Linked DNA regions of Hordeum vulgare: region 1 is linked to region 2. A link is a contact called in public Hi-C data. All regions are on one chromosome and are shown on one strand. Each heading gives the region's core, a stretch centred on a gene start, on an enhancer-like site or on the middle of the called end of the contact. The rest is flanking DNA. Distances are from core to core; before and after follow the strand shown. Region 1 holds the start of LOC123411756 (peroxidase 11). Region 2 holds the start of LOC123412567 (importin-9).

Region 1 (4,585 bases), core at 2,040-4,539, 450 kb after region 2:
AGGCTGCCTCCGCGACTGCTGGGGCTAGTGCTTACACAGATTCCGTCAACAACAGCGTGAGTTCTTCTATTACTTTATTTATGGCATTACAACTTACATGTCATGCTATATTTCCTTAAATTAGAGTTCATGCATACTTCAGGTGGAAGACCATATGTAATAAAATGATAAGATCAGCCAGAGTACATTTTTTGGTGCAAGTGAAAGTGTGAAACGTCGATATTTAGTGTTTCCTCGCTTTTTTGGTTCTTTCTTCAACTTTTTCTACTTCTAGGTAGAGAACTTCAGCTGATTATTTCCAAAATGGAACTGCTGACATAGCTACTTCAAAGAAAAGTACACAACCCATGCCTAGGCAGACTAATGGATTAGTTCGTGTACTTTTACACATAGAACATCCAATTCAGCTCAGTAATTAAAAAGTAAATCCATATGTAAACTCTGTAATTCTCTGCCAACTAGAGAAGTGCACAATTCATCACTAGGAAAGTACACTAATTAAAATGGAACTGTTGTCATAGACACTACAAAGAAAGTATCGGCATATTAATTGATTAGTCCGTGTACTTTCTAGACATAGAATATTCAAGTTTTCTCAGTAATTAAAAGGTCGCTCCATACACAAAATCTCAAATTCACTGCCAACTAGAAGCTTCACTATCTGTTTACCAACCTTTCTATACATACCAATGACTACATGAAAGAATATGAGATATCGTTAGATATTTCATACTCCCTCCATTCACTATTATAAGACGTTTTGGATATTTCAAGATGGACTACATAAGGACCGAAATGAGCGAACAAACACACTAAAATGCGCTATATACATCCAATCAGGAAAAGGTTAGAACATCTTATAATAGTGAACGGAAGGAGTAACTAATAAGTCTAGACGTCTAGTGTAGGTTTTATCCCTAAGCAGAGTTTACATAGTTTTTCATGCAAACAGGGAAGAAGTTATTATACGTTGAACTAAATTAAACCCATCTACATATCAACAAACATTATCTGACACCTGCAATATCAATATGATCACACATTTTAAGTGACCATTTTCTGATTCCATCTCAGATATCTTTCTCAATGGAAGCGGGTATAGTTCCGGACAATACGGTCCAGTCCAGCATCCTGAGACCTGCTGGAGCCATCGGTCTCTTCTCAAGTCCTTCACTTCAGACACCACTTCACTTCAGCTCCAAGGAGAGAGAAGCCAGGGTCCTCAGGTACAAGGAGAAAAAGAAGAGCAGAAAGTTTGAGAAGACCACACGTTATGCAACAAGGAAGGCGTATGCCGAAGCACGGCCAAGGATCAAGGGCCGCTTCGCCAAAAGATCAGATGCGGAAATGGAAGTGGACCAGACATTCTCAACTGCGGCCCTATCTGACAGTAGCTACAGTACTGTCCCATGGTTCTGATGAGGCATCGTATTAGCATATGGACTTATCAGAGTGATAAGGTATAGTATGAGTATTTCAAGCGAATCGATGCTCTGAATAATGGTTGGATATGTGCAACTTAATCATAGATAGCACATATGTGATGTTAGATACTTGCTCAGTCGCTTCAGTTACAAGTGAACAAAGAGCAGTATTTAACGATTAAAAGATGTAATGTAATGGCACATAGATAACTATGGGGCGCGTTGGAATTTCTTTTCTCTTTGACAAAAAATAGCTACCAGCTGATTTCATTGATGAAGGAAGGGTAATAATGTTTTACAGCAGAAAGAAAGGGCAAAGCTGAAAAGGGTGTGAGCACCTGAAGACACAGCTGGCCACCAAAGAATCATGGTGGCTTGAATAGATCTTCAATTGAATGGAACCGTAACTCAACTCAAGGCTTGTTTTTGCTAACCCCCATCAATAAACGAGGTTCTCACCTTGTTTCTGCTAACTAGCTTAGATTTAACAGAATCAAAGCTTGTTCCCTTATCAGATGACATATGAAAGATCATGGTTGAGTATGTCCAGGTATTTATTTGCTTAATAACTATGATCATCCAATCTGATTGGAGTTTCACCGCAGGGGGAGTGATGGCATCCTCACCACTTTTGTTCAGCTGCTAGTGTGCTTGTAGTCCCGAAAATCCTTCTGAAATAAATAAAATAACTAGAGTATAAGAGTTCCCATTTTTCTTGCGTCCCCAACGCATACAAAAGCCTACTTGGTCCCAGAATATAATGCACAATGCACATAAGCCATTTTGCTGCTGGTCCTCTGGGAACTACGGAAACATCGAAACTCGATCGTGTTTGATGCGGAATCTCCTTCTATGCTCGGATTAGTTAGGACTTAGGAGGATTGAACAAGAAGGTAGAAGCTGGAAGCAGTCGCGTATCTTTAAGGGAGACGTGGAGTCGATGCTACAAGCATTAGCTACGTGGGCGATTGCGAGGAATTAGTTGTGTAATAGGTGGATCTCGAGTGGAGTGGGTGTACGTGTAATATGTAACATCCAACGTGGAGGGTTTTTTTCTTCCCCCCATCCCCCCTTTGATATATAGTACGCACACTCGTGCCTATTCAAGAAAAAATAAACCAAAAAGCGCCCTCTCATTCTCAGATAGTTCTACAGTCCCCAAACCGAGCTCAAGAAAGGAGAAAGAAAACTTGAGTTTGGTTCCAAACTTCCAACGCATTGGACAAAGCTAACACATCCAGGAATCTCTTGGGCAAGCCAACAAGTTGGTTTCACTCGTTCCCCGTGCAATCCATTTTTCTAGTGAACTGTAACAAGCTGAACCGATGCATCCTTTTCCATCTAAGAAAATAACTCAAAGAACAACACTGCAATTTTGGCCACATTGGCCATGAATACATTCTGATAAAGGCGGTAGGGGGGTAAACCTTCATCGATATTGTGCAGATGGCTCTGAATCTCCGTAAATCATCCTGTTCCTTTCCACCTTAAAAATCTACACAAAGAGGAGCACTGGCTGGTAAGCACTAAGCAGCAGGTAACGCTCTGTGAATGGGAGCAAAAACTAGACCCCCCCCCCCCCCGGTTGACCGTGTCTAGTTAATATTATCCCTTCTACCAACGCATGATGAGGCCGTGGAAACCTAGAAACGAAGGAGGTAAGATGTATGCCACTTCGCTCCTCGTTTCATGGAACCAGCACGACCAAGATGAACAGAACCCGCAACTAGTGTAATGTAAGGCGCGCGTCGGCGGTGCGTACCTCCTAACTTCCTCGGTCGAGGGGAACGAACTGGCGGTAGACGTGCGGCGGCGGTCGCTGACCAAGTTGCCGCCGCCGCCCGCCGGCGCGGCCTATGCCTGTCCATTCTGCTTTCACGGCGTTGGGATTGGGCCGCATGCCGCCACTGGGGCGACGTTTCCAAGTGGGCCGACCAGATTGTCTTTTTAAAACGGGAGGCACGCTATCGTCTACCTGGGCCGACCAGATATTTTTTTTCTTCCCGTTTCTTTCTTTTCTTCTTTCAATCTCTTTTTAATACTTCGATCCATATTACTCCCTCAATTTATAAATATAGGACCTTTTAAAGATTTTAATACGAACTACACATGGATATATATAGATGCATTTTATAGTGTAGATTCATTCATTTTGCATTGTACGTAGTTCATGTTGGAAACTCTTAAAGGCTTATATTTAGGAACGGAGGGAATACTTGTCTTAGATTTGTCTAATTACATGTGTTGTCACGACGGTGAAATGTTTTCAACACAATTAAAAGGCCATAGAGGAACAATTCTTGATGAAAAAATAGACAAGATAAAATGATATTCTCTCTATATCTACTACTTTAAAACAACAAAAGGTTCTCATTTCACCCTCTTCTTTGTCCAATCACTTTATATATGGTCCCCTCTACCATTTTCATATTAGATTTTTTCCTCGCATCTCTGCTTTTTCTTCCAAATACTAATATTCTTTGATAAGTTGATAAATTCTTATGAAATATGTGCTTAACAATAAGGTCTCTTTTTCCCATCTCTAATCATTCTTCTAAATAATATTTTATTTGATAAGTCAATAAATTCTTATCAAATAAGTGCTTAACAATAGGATGGCAGGTAAATGGTGGCAATTGCATACAAAAACTTGCTAAGACATTAACATAAAATTGACATTCAGTTATAGTCTTGTTGGGTTCTACCGTAGGTGTATCACATGCAAATTAAAAAAATCCTATGAGCAGAACAACCAAGAACATGCTTCGGAGATGGATCACAAATCGTTACCCGCAATGTCGTGCAGCGGAAGTAGAGTTGGGCAACGCGTCCGTGTGGTTTGTCTCCTCCTCGTCCAATCTCCCTCGAACCGCTAGTTGCCGGATCCTCTCCGTCGAACAACCGATCATCGAATCCCGCGTACAGGTTCGTCGGAGCGGCGCAAGTGCACCGCCTCTAACGGTATCTGCACGTGTAGGAGAAACACTATGTGGCTGACTCCTAGGTCCGGATCACACAGTCGGCGGCGGCGAGTGGAGGTGGCTAGTTGCAACACATGCAAATCCCTGATGATGATGCCGAAGCGATCAACCGAATGAGTGTGCCGCACCTCCACCATATATATGTTGGAAATATGCCTTAGAGGCAATGGTAAATAGTTA
Region 2 (4,574 bases), core at 128-2,627:
TACCCATGAGGCAGATTGGCAGAAGTACATGGAGGAGATGAAGGTGCTGGATGAGCAAGCATGGCAGTACTTGGATGCAATTGACCCAAGATATTGGTGCAAAGCTTTCTTTGATCCACTTCCAAAGTGTGACTTATTACTGAACATATGCTGCCGTCGCAGGTGAAGCTACTGGGAAAGGTGCAACCGACGAGGAAGCCTTGTACTTCAATGTCTTGCCACCCGACGAGCTTCCGGCGAGAGACATGGCGGCGGGATAACAGAGCTAAGGGAGAGCAAACCTAGGGACTGGGGAATAGAAAGACCGAGGCTTATAAGGGTTCAGATGCAAAGTTTCCAACGGCCAGGCGCGGGAATTCTCCCGCCACACGCCCCACTGTCCACGTGGCGTGGGTCAAAGCTGGTCAGACGAGAAAAGGACCTGGAATGAATCACTTACGTAACATTTAGGACCCAGACGTGCATTTTCAAAGATTTGGGACCAACTTGACACATCTCGGAAACTTTGAGGACCGCCCATGCATTTATCTCATTTTGGAGAGAATAGAGAGAAGGGAAAGAAATGAGAATGATATGTTGGAGCCTACATCTAAATATGTGGATTGTCCATGTGAGATGCCACATCTACCCTGACAGTGGTTCAGGGCCATTACTTTGGTGTTTAGCTCAAGCCAAACGCAGCCAATCGAGAACAGGCGCTACCTGCAACAGTTAGTCTCGAGAATGGTGGTTTTGTGGAGAGAGAGACAAATTAAGGCGGTTGTTTTCCACTAGACTGACTCAAAAGTGTTGGTTTTGTGTAATTTACTCCACTACTGCAATGGTGCTCAGCGCAACAGGTCAAGAGCAGTTGCCGCAACAGAAGTTAAGCAGCTCCATGGGTAGTATTTAGGCAATTGCATCTGCCAGGCATCTCCTTAACAGCAGTGGCATGGGGCACGGGAGCTTTAGGACACTGCGAAGCAGTCGCTGGCGCATCTAGGAGGGATCAAATTCGACGCTCTCGCACTCCCACATGGTCAACAGAGCGTGGCCACCTACTCGGAGCAGAAGCGGCCTCGATCCGGCAAGGGCAGTAACCGAGCGAGGGGTGGGGCGAATGCGAACCTGGCTGGAGGGAGGCCTGGCGGAGCGACTCCTCGGCGAAGGCGCGGACCTCGCGGGCGGTGTCGAGGGTGGCCGTCAGGCAATCCACGAGCCACCGCTGGTCCCCGTCCGCCGCCATTGCAACCGATCTTTGACCGCAACCGCCGCCGACGACGACGACGACGACCTCGCCTGGGTTGGAGCTCGGCGCGGTCGCCTTTTGGTTGACCGGGGCTGATTTTGGTTTGAGCGGGATCGCGCGGGGAAGGCGGGCGGGCGGGTGGTGGGAATGGTGGGGGGATTTGGGGGTTTTGCGCTAGGGTTTTTATACGGGAGCGGAGGGTGGGCGGAAGAGGAGAGGAGACAGGGGTGGTGGCGGCCGGGGAGAAGAGGAAATGGGGAGAGCGCGAGCGGGTTGAGAGGGAAAAAAAAGGCTGCGCTGGACTGGGCCGGCTTGCCAGGCTGGCCGGTTGGGTGCGCGTTCGCTGGACTTTTTTGGTGGAGGCGGCTGCCATTTTGAATGGCGGGAAAGGGCATGCCAGTTGCCAGATAGCTGGAGAATTTTAGTCTCAACACACACAAGAACAGATAGCGGGGAATTTCGCCGAAAAATCGCTTCGTTCCTAAATACTCATTCCGTTCCAAAAATCTTGTCTTAGAATTATCTATGTATGAATATATCTAGCCATATCTTAGTATTTAGATACATCTATTTCTAGACAAACTTAAGATAAGAATTTTGAAACGGAGAGAGTATAAGTCTTTTTAGAGATTTCACTAAAAGGTTATATACTAAATAAAATGAATGAATCTATATTCTAAATTATGTCTATATACATCTATATGTTGTCCTTTAATGAAACCTCTTAAAAAAATTATATTTAGGAACGGAAGGAGTAAGTAAGATAGGTAGGAATTCCACTATCTTCCTCATTTTTTCAGCTGGGAATAGTAGTATTTTCCGAGCTTCCTGCAAATATTACTAGATATTTCTAACTCTCCCTCAAATCAAAAGAAAAGATATTTCTAAGTCTCAAACAATTCGATGCAATTGTCATGATTCGTGTCTTTCTACTGTGTGGGGCTCATTGTGCGTAGATCCTGTTGGACGCTCATTGCGTCCAAATGTACTTGGTTCGCATATGAGCGTATGAGGCGTTATGAAAAAAAATGGACCAGCTCATTTAAGCCATATGTACGCTCTACAGATCCTGCTTTTGGAACCTTCTATATTTCAGTCCGTTTTTTAACAGTTTTGTGGGCCTTCTAGATGGATTAGGTCCAACTTTTCCTTTTAATCTGCTTTTCTATTGTTTCCTTCATGACTTTTTTCTTTTTCTTTTTTCAGTGGTTCTTATCTTTTTTCAAATGATCAAAATTTCAAATTTTGTTCACTTTAAAAAAATGATTGAGAATGTACTTTTTCAAACAAAATCTTAATGTATTCAAAAAATGTTCATAATTATTTAATATGTTCAAATTTTCAAAAAAATGGAAATTAAAAATATTGATAGCTCCCCCAAAAAATATTCAAAATTATCAAAAAATTATTCAGAATGACTTGACTGCATTCATATTATTTACTTTCTGATCACATTCATATTGGGCTACTTGATGCCTTGTTGCACTTTTGTTATTATTTACTTTATTGCAATTACTCTTTCATTCAAATAAACCATCAAACATTTTTTGTAACTTTACATTGAACTTAAAGGTGAACTTAAAGGTGAACTTAAAGGCTCATTGTGCGTAGATCCTATTGGATGCTCATTGCGTCCAAATGTACTTGGTTCGCATAGGAGCGTATGAGGCGTTATAAAAATGGGCCAACTCATTTAAGCCATATGTACGCTCTACAGATCCTGCTTTTGGAACCGGGAGTCACTAATTAGCAAGTGCTTCTTTCGGAGCCTTCCAGAGAGCACTCCCACGCGTTGTCACTTGGCGCGTTTTCAGCCACCGCCACGTGTCACGTTTTGAGCATTTTCTTGGGATTTTGTTTTTTTATTTTTCTCGCACGCGTTTTCGGTTTTTTAGATTGGTTTATTATTATTATTTTTTGGTGTTTCGGTTTTTAACCGGTCATTCTTAATTTTTTGACGAAAAAAATTTCAATTTTTTTTCGAAAAAACATGTTTTTGTTTTTTTCATGAGAGGCACGGTTTTGCTTTCGCTGGAGACATGTTTTTGCGTCCCCGAGAGGCACGGTCGTGCCTCTCGGAAACGAAAAAAAACGCGTTTCTGTTTTTTTGGCGAGAGGCACGGTTTTACTTCCACGAGAGACACGAATTTGCTTCTACGAGAGGCGGGATCGTGTCTTTTGGAAAGAGAAAAAACATGTTTTCGTTTTTTTAGCAAGAGGCAGGGTTTTGCTTCCGCGAGAGGCACTCGAGAAGGGAAAAACATATTTTCTGTTTTTTTCCGCAAGAGGCACGGTTTGCTTCCGCGAGAGGCACGGTTTTGCCTTTGTGACAGGCACGCACGTGCCTTTCAGAAAGGAAAAATTGCGTTTTTTTAGAGAGGCATGATTTTGCTTCTCTGAGAGGTACGGTTTTGCCTTCGTGAGTCTCGGAAAGGAGAAAATGCGAAAAAAAACATTTTTTTTTTGTTTTTTCTATCACGGGAGACATGGTTTTTTGGTCCGGTATTTTTCGTAAAAAAAATCAAAATCTATCAACATGGGATTTAGTTTTGAAGATCTCGACGCGAGAAATCCAATGGTGAAAACTGTTCGAGATTTGGACGCAAGGTTTAGGAGATAAGACGTTTTGAAAAAACGAATCTACGAAAAAGGAAAAACTCACACGTTAATACAAGTGACACGCATGCAGTGCACCACTTGTCGCGACCTAGGGTTGGAGTGATCTTTGAAAGGAGTACTCGCTAATTAGTGATTTCGTCTATATTCCAGTCCGTTTTTAACAGTTTTGTGGGCCTTCTAGATGGTTTAGGTCCGGCTTTTCCTTTTAATCTGCTTTTTTATTGTTTCCTTCATGAATTTTTCCCTTTTTTCAATGGTTCTTATCTTTTTTTCAAAAAATTCAAAAACTTATTTTTTTCAATGTTTCACTTAAAAAATGATGAATGTGCTTTTTCAAACAAAATCTTAATGTATTCAAAAATGTTCATAATTATTTAATATGTTCAATTTTTTGAAAAAAATGGAAATTAAAAATATTGATAGCTCCCCACAAAAATTAAAATTATCAAAAAAATATTCATAGTTTTCAAAAAATGATAAACCTTGATGCTTGTAATCTTGTAAAGTTGAATCTAGTTTGATGTTTTGATATTGTGTTGTGTCGCAATTCTCTAGTGGTGATGTACTAACATCAACTTTATCACTTCACTTTTAAGGGAAACATAAATTACCATACCCTAAGTTTATGAACTATTGCACGAGGGGTTGTTGGGACGCCAAAGTTTAAGAGTATGGTCAAATTTTATTTTAATTATTCTTTTGTGTTTGTGGATGCTTGGAGAGAGGG

What was found. A called contact is a pair of places that touch in the nucleus more often than the background predicts.
Region 1: a contact with region 2 is called in a Hi-C map of leaf, with 5 times the contacts expected there. The contact joins the promoter of LOC123411756 here to the promoter of LOC123412567 in region 2. A contact is called at or near these places in 5 of 6 Hi-C or Micro-C datasets (leaf and seedling) and 1 of 1 datasets of contacts at active chromatin or transcription factors (embryo).

The regions. Positions count from the first base shown.
Region 1 is chr7H:121,696,146-121,700,730 of MorexV3_pseudomolecules_assembly, forward strand. It overlaps LOC123411756 (peroxidase 11), which reads right to left and starts at 3,290. Exons shown (of 9, transcript XM_045104721.1): 1 at 3,187-3,290; 2 at 2,852-2,919; 3 at 1,763-2,095. LOC123411755 (zinc finger protein HD1-like) reads left to right here. Exons shown (of 2, transcript XM_045104720.1): 1 at 1-56; 2 at 1,075-1,768. The coding sequence ends at 1,419.
Region 2 is chr7H:121,252,251-121,256,824 of MorexV3_pseudomolecules_assembly, forward strand. It overlaps LOC123412567 (importin-9), which reads right to left and starts at 1,378. Exons shown (of 33, transcript XM_045105517.1): 1 at 1,108-1,378. The coding sequence starts at 1,225.